Regions from separate parts of the Oryctolagus cuniculus genome. Here region 2 is linked to region 1. The links are chromatin contacts, called in public Micro-C maps. All regions are on one chromosome and are shown on one strand. The core of a region is the stretch at or near the end of the contact, and the rest is flanking DNA. Distances in the headings are between cores, read along the strand shown. Region 1 holds the start of ZNF326 (zinc finger protein 326). Region 2 holds the start of LRRC8B (leucine rich repeat containing 8 VRAC subunit B).

The links. A called contact is a pair of places that touch in the nucleus more often than the background predicts.
Region 2: a Micro-C map of ear pinna shows a contact between it and region 1, with 5 times the contacts expected there. The contact joins the promoter of LRRC8B here to the promoter of ZNF326 in region 1. A contact is called at or near these places in 4 of 6 Hi-C or Micro-C datasets (ear pinna, psoas muscle, skin fibroblasts and 1 more).

The regions. Positions count from the first base shown.
Region 1 is chr7:80,643,265-80,647,812 of mOryCun1.1, reverse strand. ZNF326 (zinc finger protein 326) reads left to right here and starts at 2,802. Exons shown (of 12, transcript XM_002715870.5): 1 at 2,802-2,989. The coding sequence starts at 2,974.
Region 2 is chr7:81,193,910-81,198,878 of mOryCun1.1, reverse strand. It overlaps LRRC8B (leucine rich repeat containing 8 VRAC subunit B), which reads left to right and starts at 2,868. Exons shown (of 5, transcript XM_017346108.3): 1 at 2,868-3,005.

The DNA of each region.
Region 1 (4,548 bases), core at 1,553-4,052:
GATAACATTATGTTGAGTGAAATAAGCCAATCCCAAAGGGACAAATACCACTTGTTCTCCTTGATAGGTGACAACTAACTGAGCACCAAAAAGGAAACCTGTTAAAGTGAAATGAACACTATGAGAAACGGTGACTTGATCAGCCCTCACCCTGACTGTTGATGAGCAACTTAATATGTTATCCCTCTTAGTATTTTTGTTTGTTTGTTCTACTTAATACTTTTGGTTGAATACTGTAATCAATACACAATTCTTCTTAAGTGCTGAAACAACTGAAAAGTGATTGCTGTTAAATATAAGAGTGGGAATAAGAGAGGGAAGAGATGTGCAATTCGGGACATGCTCAAGCTGACTTACCTCAAACGGTAGAGTTAGAAACATACCAGGGGATTCCAATTCAATCCCATCGAGGTGGCATGTACCAATGCCATCTCACTAGTCCCAGTGATCAATTTCTGTTCACAATTGATCATAATGATAGGACTAAGAACCAAAGGGATCACATAAACAAGAATAGTGTCTGCAAATACTAGCTGATAGAATAAAAAAGGGAGAGAATGGTCCAACATGGGAAGTGAGATACACAGCAGACCCATAGAATGGCAAATGTCCTAACAGCACGCTGGCTTCATAATCAGCCCTTAAGGCATGCGGATCTGGCTGAAATGCCCATGAGAGTATTTCAGGCATGGAAAGCCAAGACACTCTGGGGGAAAAAAAAACCTAAATGAAAGATCTCCACGAGTGAGATCCCAGTGGAAAGAATGGGTCATCAAAGAAGGAGGTACCTTTCTCTGAAGGGAGGAGAGAACTTCCACTTTGACCATGGCCTTGTCTAAAATGATCAGAGTCAGTGAACCCAGGGGGCTTCCATAGCCTTTGAAGCTCATGACAAGAGCCTAGGGTGAATACTGATGCCATAAACAAGAGTGTCAATTTGTTAAGTCATCAACAGGAGTCACTGTGCACTTACTCCTCATGTAGGATCTTTGTCCTTAGTGTGCTGTACATTGAGATTTAATGCTATAACTAGTACTCAAACAGTATTTTTCACTTTATGTTTCTGTGCAGGAGCAAACTGTTGAAATCTTTACTTAATGTATGCTAAACTGATCTTCTGTATATAAAGAGAATTGAAAATGAATCTTGACATGAATGGAAGGGGAGAGGGAGTGGATAAGGGGAGGGTTGCGGGTTGGAGGGACGTTATGGGGGGGAAGTTATTGTAATCAATATTCTGTGCTTTGGAAATTTATATTCATTAAATAAAAGTTAAAAAAATCAAAAACAAAAAAATAAGTACAAAAAAAAAAAAAAAAAAGCACAGGGTTGTTTTTGCAACCAGTGTCCAGAAACTGCTGAACAGAAGGGAGGGTCTGGGAGAGACAAGAAGGCGGAATGCAGAGGTCAGGCAGATCCCTGCTGTCCGTGCGTTAGGTTAAGGAGCAGTGACTAGATCTAAGCCAGGATAGAGACGCCTCGTGACAAGTTTAGACTGGCATTTATGTTACTGCAGCTGAGAACTCGAGACTGAAGGGCAGAAAAAAAAATTAGTTAGGAAGTTGCAGCACTAGTTATGGGGAGAGCTAACGAGTCTGTACATTCAATTGGTGGCAGTGGGGATGGAGAGGAGGGGGCAGGTTCAAGAAATTTTAGAGGGTAATGAACAGATGAAAGACCTGGGTACGGCTTGGGAGTGAGTGGAAGGAAGGGCTGGGCTGAGTAGCGACTGATGACTGGCAGGCGGGCTGGCTGGGATTAGTAGGATTAGGGGGATTAGCTCACCCTGCCCCAAACAGACAGGAAAAAATACATACAGGAGCCCGGGCAGGTCTGAGGAGGAAAATGGTGAATTGAGTTTTCGACATGATCAGCTCAGGTGAATAGAAAAACATATATGGCGGGGGCGGGGGGAGGAGTGTGGAGAGAAGAAGGAAATGAGCAAAGGGTGGAGAGCAGGGTGAATCATTTAGGGAGGAGAAGGAAAGTGGTGGGGAGGAAGCGACGCCTGGCCGGATTTCTGGCTACGTCAGACACCCGCTGTGTCTGTGTAACTGGAGGTTTTCTTACAGTGTATTTCCTTAGAACTTGGTTCCAGCAGCTGATTGAACCCGGAAGAAGAGCAAGGAGCTTGACTCCTGTTTCCTGTCAACTCACTGTTGCCACCATTTGCTTTACGTGGGGTGGTGGGGAGGGGGAGGATTTTCTTAAACCCGTGGTTCCAGCTGCCCCAAGGTCAGAGTGATCAGAACCGTTTTCTCTTTCCCTATGGTTGGGTGGTTGAATAACTTCGCCCACTGCCCACTGTCCACTCAAAAGTGTAAATAATGGAATGCTAGTAGGTTCGTTTGCCTGCGACCTTGTGCAGCTTCTTACTAGCGCCTTCAAATTCAGAGCGGAGAGCCTGCTTTGCCTCATTCCCAGAGTTCTAAGACCGTCCCAGACTTCAGCGTCTCCCTACACGCTCAAGCATTTTCCCGAGCAGTCATCACCAGCCAATAAAAAGCAAAAGGTCGGCACGTGATTTCATTCGTTTCGGGCAGGAGGAAGAGCCTCTAACCAGAGCCTTTCGCTCTTGCCAGGTTCAAACATGGCGGGCCGCAGTCCGCCCTTCCAGAACACTCAGCTCGCTTCCCCGCAGGCGCCGCCACTCGCCGACGCTCTCTTTTTTACCCACCGTGCCCGCGGCGGCTCCACGGGGTCAAAATCCTAGAGCGTGACAGCGGCCCTGCTTCCCGCCCCCGCGCGAGGGCCCGCCCACCAGCCCGCGCCAGCCAATCGCGGGCCGCGCTGCGGCGGCCGGCAGCACCGCCCGGCCCTGCCCCCAGCCTCACTGTGGCCTGCGCTCTCCGGCCCGTAGCGCCGCTCTCGGTGGAGCGGACTGGTTGTGAGGAACCGCGCGGATCGCGGGCGCTTGCCGCCGGCCAGAGCTCAGCTTAGCGCCTCTGAGGCCGTCCGCCCCGAGCCTCCGCCATGGACTTCGAGGACGGTAAGCGCAGCCTCTTGAGAGGTCTCCGCGGCGGGCGGGAGGCGGGAGGCCTGCGCCGGGGGTCTGTTTACCGTCTCAAGATGGCCGTGTGGGCTTTGTTCTGGCGGGCCTGGAGGCCGGGCCCAGGGCCCTGAGGCGGCCTCTGGAGGGACCCGCACGCCTCGAATCGGCCCGGCCGGGAGAACCTGGGAGCTGGGTGTGGGCCTCGGTGCCGGGAAGGACGCGCCCAGAGCTCCAGGCCCCGGGGCTCGGGCCGCGGCCTCGCCCAGGCCCCGGTGCGTGGAAACCGCCTAACGCCTCCCAACTTCCCGGCTCAGGCAAACGGACGCATGGGGCCTGCCGCCACCCCCACCCCCCTCGTGTCGCCTTCGCCCCACAGGGCGGCGACCCGGCCCGTCCGTCCGTTTAGTCAGTGCTCTTCCTGCCTGGTAGCATTTTCCGAGGCTTGTTCACGGTGCTGATTTCGGTTGTTTTTAAGAAAAGATGTTTAGAGGGCGTCCCTCAGAGACGATCGGTGGAAAGCCAGGTATTTCCTGGTTGGAAAACTGGGCTTGTTAATTCTCGTTCGAATTAGGCTCTGTGAACCGGAGCACTTTTATTTATTTATTTTTTTCGGTCTTGTGTGTGGATGCGGTTTAAGTTAGAATTCTGGCACGAGCAAACATCACGTGCCCTTCACCTTCAGACGTGTACTCAGCCGCTTGTGTTCCTGCTGACGAAATAAACTGTCGGAGCCGTGCCTTTTAGCCCCCCCCCCCCCCCCCAGCTCTTCAGATCGTTTTCACAGGGTCACAAAAAATTAATCTGGGCTTCGTCTTGTCCTCCGATGTCCTCAAAAGTCCTCAACTTTTAGCGACATGGGTGTCGAGAGAGGAAAAAAAAATGGCATGTAGTGACAGCAAGTAGGGAGGCCAGGGAAAGGGCTTGTGTAGTTAAACTGGATTTAATCCGGGGGAACCAGGCAGGCGTTTCTAAATAAAAACCAGTTCGCTAAGTAGTTGAAAGCCTCTAATGCCACCAAAAAAACAAGCCATACTTAACATTGAATGAGGTGTGATCTCCGCTTAGGAATGAAGCAGCTTTTGAATTTTGATTTTTACAAAAGTAAAAGCTACTGAATCAAGATATATGAAAGCCCCCCCCCCCCATTAGCCCTTTTGTAGATACTTTGAAATAGGAAGTTCAGCTGGTAAGAGTACCTGGGGTTTTTGTTTGTTTTAGTTGGACTTTGACTCATTTTGATATAAATACCTTTCAACTCTGAATGTTTGAAGTGATCAAAGTTTGGGATGAAAATAAAAAAAAAATTTACTGTGTTTTCAGGCTACAGTTTGATAGTACAAACACCCAAAGGGCAATCAGAGGCTGCCAGGTGTAGGTGGGGACAATCCTTTCCACCCACCCCAACGCAATTAGCCAATACAAATTCTGCAATTGAAAAACAAGAATCAAACTTAGTAATAACTTACTATTCTCATAGGCCTACAATTCTAAACAGTGTCCGTGATAAAATATTCCCTGCCGCGCTGTCCATCCTCAGTCACCAAATTCTATTTGGG
Region 2 (4,969 bases), core at 1,619-4,118, 550 kb before region 1:
CAAAACCACAAGTTGTTTTCTTAATCCTGTCCCTCCAATGTTAAGTTCTCCTTTCTTCATGAGGCTTTTTCTGATTACTCCCACCAACACTGTTCTACATTAATTTGAGTGTGAGAAGTACCTGACTTATTTAGTTGAAAGAGTGACAGAGAGAGAAACAGATCCTCCATGCACTAGTTCACTCTCCAAATGCCTGCAACACCTAGGGATGGATTACACCAAAGCCAGGAGCTGGGAACTCCATTGGGTCTCCCAGGTGTGTGGCAGGTACCGAAGTACTTGAGCCATCATCTGCTGCTTCCCAGCTGCACTAGGGGAGGCAGGACAGGAAGCAGAGTAACTGGGACTAGAACCAGCCAGCTGGGATGTGGGGATCCCAAGTGGCAGCTTAATCAGCTGCACCATAACACCAACCCCAACTGTTCATAAAAGCTGCATGCTGCTGAGGTCAAGGACCAAGTTTTATGTTCCTCTGGTATCACCTATAGTGTCTAGCACACTGCTGGACACATAATAAAGTACTTAATATCCATGATGGAATTTTAAATCTCTGCTTTAGACTTTGATGGGTTTGGCTGTAGAAGCGGTACCTGAGTCTTTCAGAGTTTACTTTTTATCAAAAAAAAAAAAAAAATCCTTGAGAGAATGTCAGGTACTCCTGTAAGGACTGAACATATTCCAAGGACCTCAGGGGTCTTGTTTTCAAAGATAATACAATGTAGTGGAAAAACTGGGCACAGGTATGAATAGTCAAGCATTCCTAATTATAAGGCCTATAATGGGATGCCAAAATATTCTAGTCAGTAAATACTCTCTTTATGGGAACATATCATGTACATATTATTTTAAAAGTACCTGGCCTTCGGATCAGCATGGTGCGCCAGCCGCAGCGCGCCGGCCGCGGCGGCCACTGGAGGGTGAACCAACAGCAAAAGGAAGACCTTTCTCTCTTTCTCTCTCTCTCTCTCTCTCTCTCTCTCACTGTCCACTCTGCCTGTCCCAAAAAAAAAAAAAAAAAAAAAAAAAAAAGTACCTGGGAGCAGTATTTGGGGTTAGTCCTCTTTCTCTCTACTGTAATGCTATTGGGAGCTTAAAAAGAGTTCTTCAAACAGTTCTGGAAAACAGAATTACAAAATTTGTTTTATTGCAAAAATGTTGAAATTCATGCAGAGTTTTTCACAGTTTGCATTTTATGAACTTTTTGAAGAGCCTTGTATGCATGATTTTCACAATTTTTGCACCAGAATATTCAGTTCCATTTTTCCATGAGCATTTTGAAGTACCCTCATATGCCATAGCAAAAAACAACAACAACAAACCAGGAGAAACAGCTATGTGGGGCTCTTACTTCAGAAAGAGATTCCGAGATACGATATCACAAATTTGGAAGTCTTCTTTCTCCATGGAATCAATGTTGTCACCTTGACGGGTGTTTAAGAATTAAATTAAAATAAAAATAACATTTATATGTTACGTGTCCGAGGTTTACCTAGAAATATTACTGTTTGAAATTGGTTGCTTTAACTATCAGCTAATGGTAAATTGGGTTGCCAAGCATTGAAGTCATTTTTGTATTCACATCATCATTGGATTGAAATGTTGAAGGCATATCTGGTTATAATCTCTTAAGTCTGAGTTTAGGGAAGGTAAGTAACTACCCCAAGTCATATAGGCTGTTAACTGCTGTGATGGAAGAATGGATCATCTGCTCAGGGATTTGGCGGGGGGAGGAATATTCCTTTCCAAACATTCAGAAACACGTACAAAACGGATGTTTTCAAGTTTCAATATCATAACTTTACAATCTGTATCTACTACCACTTTTTTCTTTGTTTCATTTACAAGGAATATACCTATATGTGACCCATCTCCAGATGGTGAGCAGTTTGGGAACCAAACACAAATGTAAGTTAGATTTAGATCTGTGCATACACAGTAGCTCACACGCATGGCTCAACAAAAACTTGAATGACCAAATGAAGGCATGTTCTTCCAGCTTCTCCCCCGAGACGCAGGAAGACGACAGCCGCCAACCTAGAATTCAGCAGACAAGGAAACAACAAGAGACCCACAGGCAGCCTTCTTGCTACCTCTCAGAGTGATTCAAATTGTAGTTCTAATCTCAACAGTCTATGTGGGACACCGCCCGTCTCATGTAACTCGGGACTGCGTTTTCTTTACTCCCATTTACAAAACCTGATCAGATGTCCCTAATGCTAAGTCTTTTATACTCTATTCCTTTGGGAGGTCCCTTGCAAAGTTTTACTTTATAAAGAGAGATGTCGTTGCCATAGCAACTAAGATATTTAATCTTGCCTAATTGAATCGTTGTATTGCAAATGGGAGCTTGGGCAGAGGCCGAGTTAAAATGGAGTGTAAGTGGAGGACACAAAATATCAAGTCCCCTTAATTCCTGGGGTTTGGATTAATGTTGTTTTCTGGTGAGGCGTATTGTTACTGTTCAAACTCCAGGCACTTAACCCTAGAGGGAAGTGGGTTGGGCGCTAGCCATGGTGCACCTGCAGTTGATTAGCCACAACGTAGGTCATGAGTGTAGTCTCCCAGGTCGCCCCCTCTCATCTCAAGGATCAGCACACCTGGGAGGGGCGGATGACACTGGAGGCCAGAACTGAATTTAGGCAGCTTAGTGCGGTACAACTGTAAAACCCTCCCTCCCAGGGGCTCGGCCTAGGGACTTCAGAGTCCAAGAGGCGGGTTCCCGCGCTGCTCCCGAGCCTTTCTTCAAGGCCCCAGCGCACGTTATGTAAATAACAAGTTGCTCGGGCGCACACGTGAGAAGGCGGGAACCCGACCCGCGCACAAGCACACCGGGTGCGGCCAAAGTCACTGGCGTGGCGGCGCCAGGGGACGGACCTGGGCCCCTCTCGCTCCCTCCGCTGGCAGCAGCCCAGCGTCCCCCGCGAGGCGCGCGGCTGGGCCAGGGGACTCGGCGGCCACATGGCGCGCTCGGGGAGATGGCTGCGCTTTGTTCCCAGCAGCGACGGGTGAGTCACCGGCCCCCGCCACCGCAAAGCTGGGCAAAACCTCGCGCCCAGAGCGAGCAGACAGTTTCACAGCAGGAGCAACTATCCCAGCGGCCGCGGCTGCTTCCTCTTCGTCCTGCTCCTCGTCCTCCTCCGCCTCCGCGGCAGCCACGGCCACCGCCGCCGCCACCACCGCCGAGGCCGTGCCGCCGCCCCTACCTCGGCCCGGCCCCTCCTCCTCCGCGCGCGAACTCAGTCAGCGGTTCGCGCCGCCGCGCGCCCATTGGCCGCTGGAACGCGCCGCGTCACAATGGAGCCGCTCGGAGGCGGCGAGCTGGGCAGCGCCGGGGCTTCCCGCTGAGCCCGCAGCCGCCGGCAGCCGGCAAAGTGCGGGCGCCGGGCCGCCGCCGGCGGGCCCGGAGGCGCGCAGGGTGCCCGCCACGGTTCGCTCCGGCGCCCTGGGGTTGGAGTCGCACAGGTAGGTCGGAGCGTGACACCGCGGCGTGTGGAGGAGGAGCCGAGCCCACCGAGGCGGTGGAGGAGGAGGACGGGGATAGGAGACGCAGCAGGTGGGGTTGGGAGAGCAGGTGCGGTTACCTGTCTGCACCTCACCTGCGTGCCTGGTTGCGGACGGGTGGCGCGGCCGGAGACGTTGAGTGGCGGTTTCGTTGCTCCCTTGTCTCCGGGAAAGAAGGAGCGATACCCGCTGAGGGAAGCTTTCCCGGGTGCTAGGGTCATCTGGGGCGAAAAGAGTGGGTGGGCGGCCCCCTCTGTCCTCTGGTAGCCTTGGCGCTGCACCTGTGCGAGTCCTCGGGCGGGGCGGAGAAAGGGTTCTGCTTTCCCAGGCTGGAGCCTCGCCCAGGTGAGCGGACCTCCGTCCAGGGTGTCCACTTGTGGTCGCTGTCGTTTGCCCCCTGCCCTGGCGCTGTTTGTTGGCAAACATTCTGTGTTCTCCTATACTAGTTACTCGTCTAAGGTTTGGTGCTGGCGTTGGGCATTCGTTTGACGGGGGGCGGGGAAAGAGGGCAACGGATTCCCATTTAAAGAGAGGCACAGGAGTTTCCTCCCCTTGGGCTACAGTTGAGCAGGTGTTGAGAGGTCCGGAGGAAGGAGGTGCAGGGTTGGCTCATTACTCTGCGTCCTCCAGGTGGCATTTGTGAAAAGGTATTTGTGGTCAGGACTCTCCTAGCACTCTCTACCGCCTGCCTCCACGCCCAAGAGCAAACCTAACACCGGTGTGTGAACTTCCTTGAAAATAAATTCACCTTGCCTAGACACTTAAACACCTAGCTGTAAAAGGATACCAGTATGAAAAACATTACATTGTAAATCTGTAGGCAACTTAAAATAGGCAATTGGTTGGACACATACTGAGACATTAAGCAGTGTGTGTCTTTATCAGGCTTTCTCCTGAACCTAAGAACAGGACCCGAAGCTTGGAACAGAAGTCACACTGCAGTATCATTATTTAACAATTTGGTACTCCCCATGGGTACAAGGGACACTTCCAGAGAACCAAAAATGCGGGTGCCAAGGTGACTTTGTTTTTCTGCCCCTGGCTGTCCTAGTCATCCTCTCCAGTCTTTAAGAAAATATGAAATGACAGCTAATCCTTCAGGTCGTTGGGCCCATGTGGTTTAAGAATATAAGCCCTATAACATGGCTGATGGTGCTCTGAGCTACAAAGAGGGCTTTTGGTGTAGTTGGTGAAGGGGGCGAAATTGCCATTAAGGGCACTTTTCTTACACCTAGTTTTAAAAATCTGTGTTAAAACTTACTGGTTTTCAAAACGTATCGGTTTTCTTCAGCAGGAAAGATGTTCCAGCTTGTCCTGCCTGGCATGAGTATATTCAAAGTTGGGATGGTTTTGTTGTATTAGTTAAGCTTTGCTTTTTTAATCCTCCTCACTACCACATTCCCCGTAGCAGTTTTCAAATCCTAGAATGAACAGGGCCCCAAACACTAAAGCTTGGAAAAAATACCAA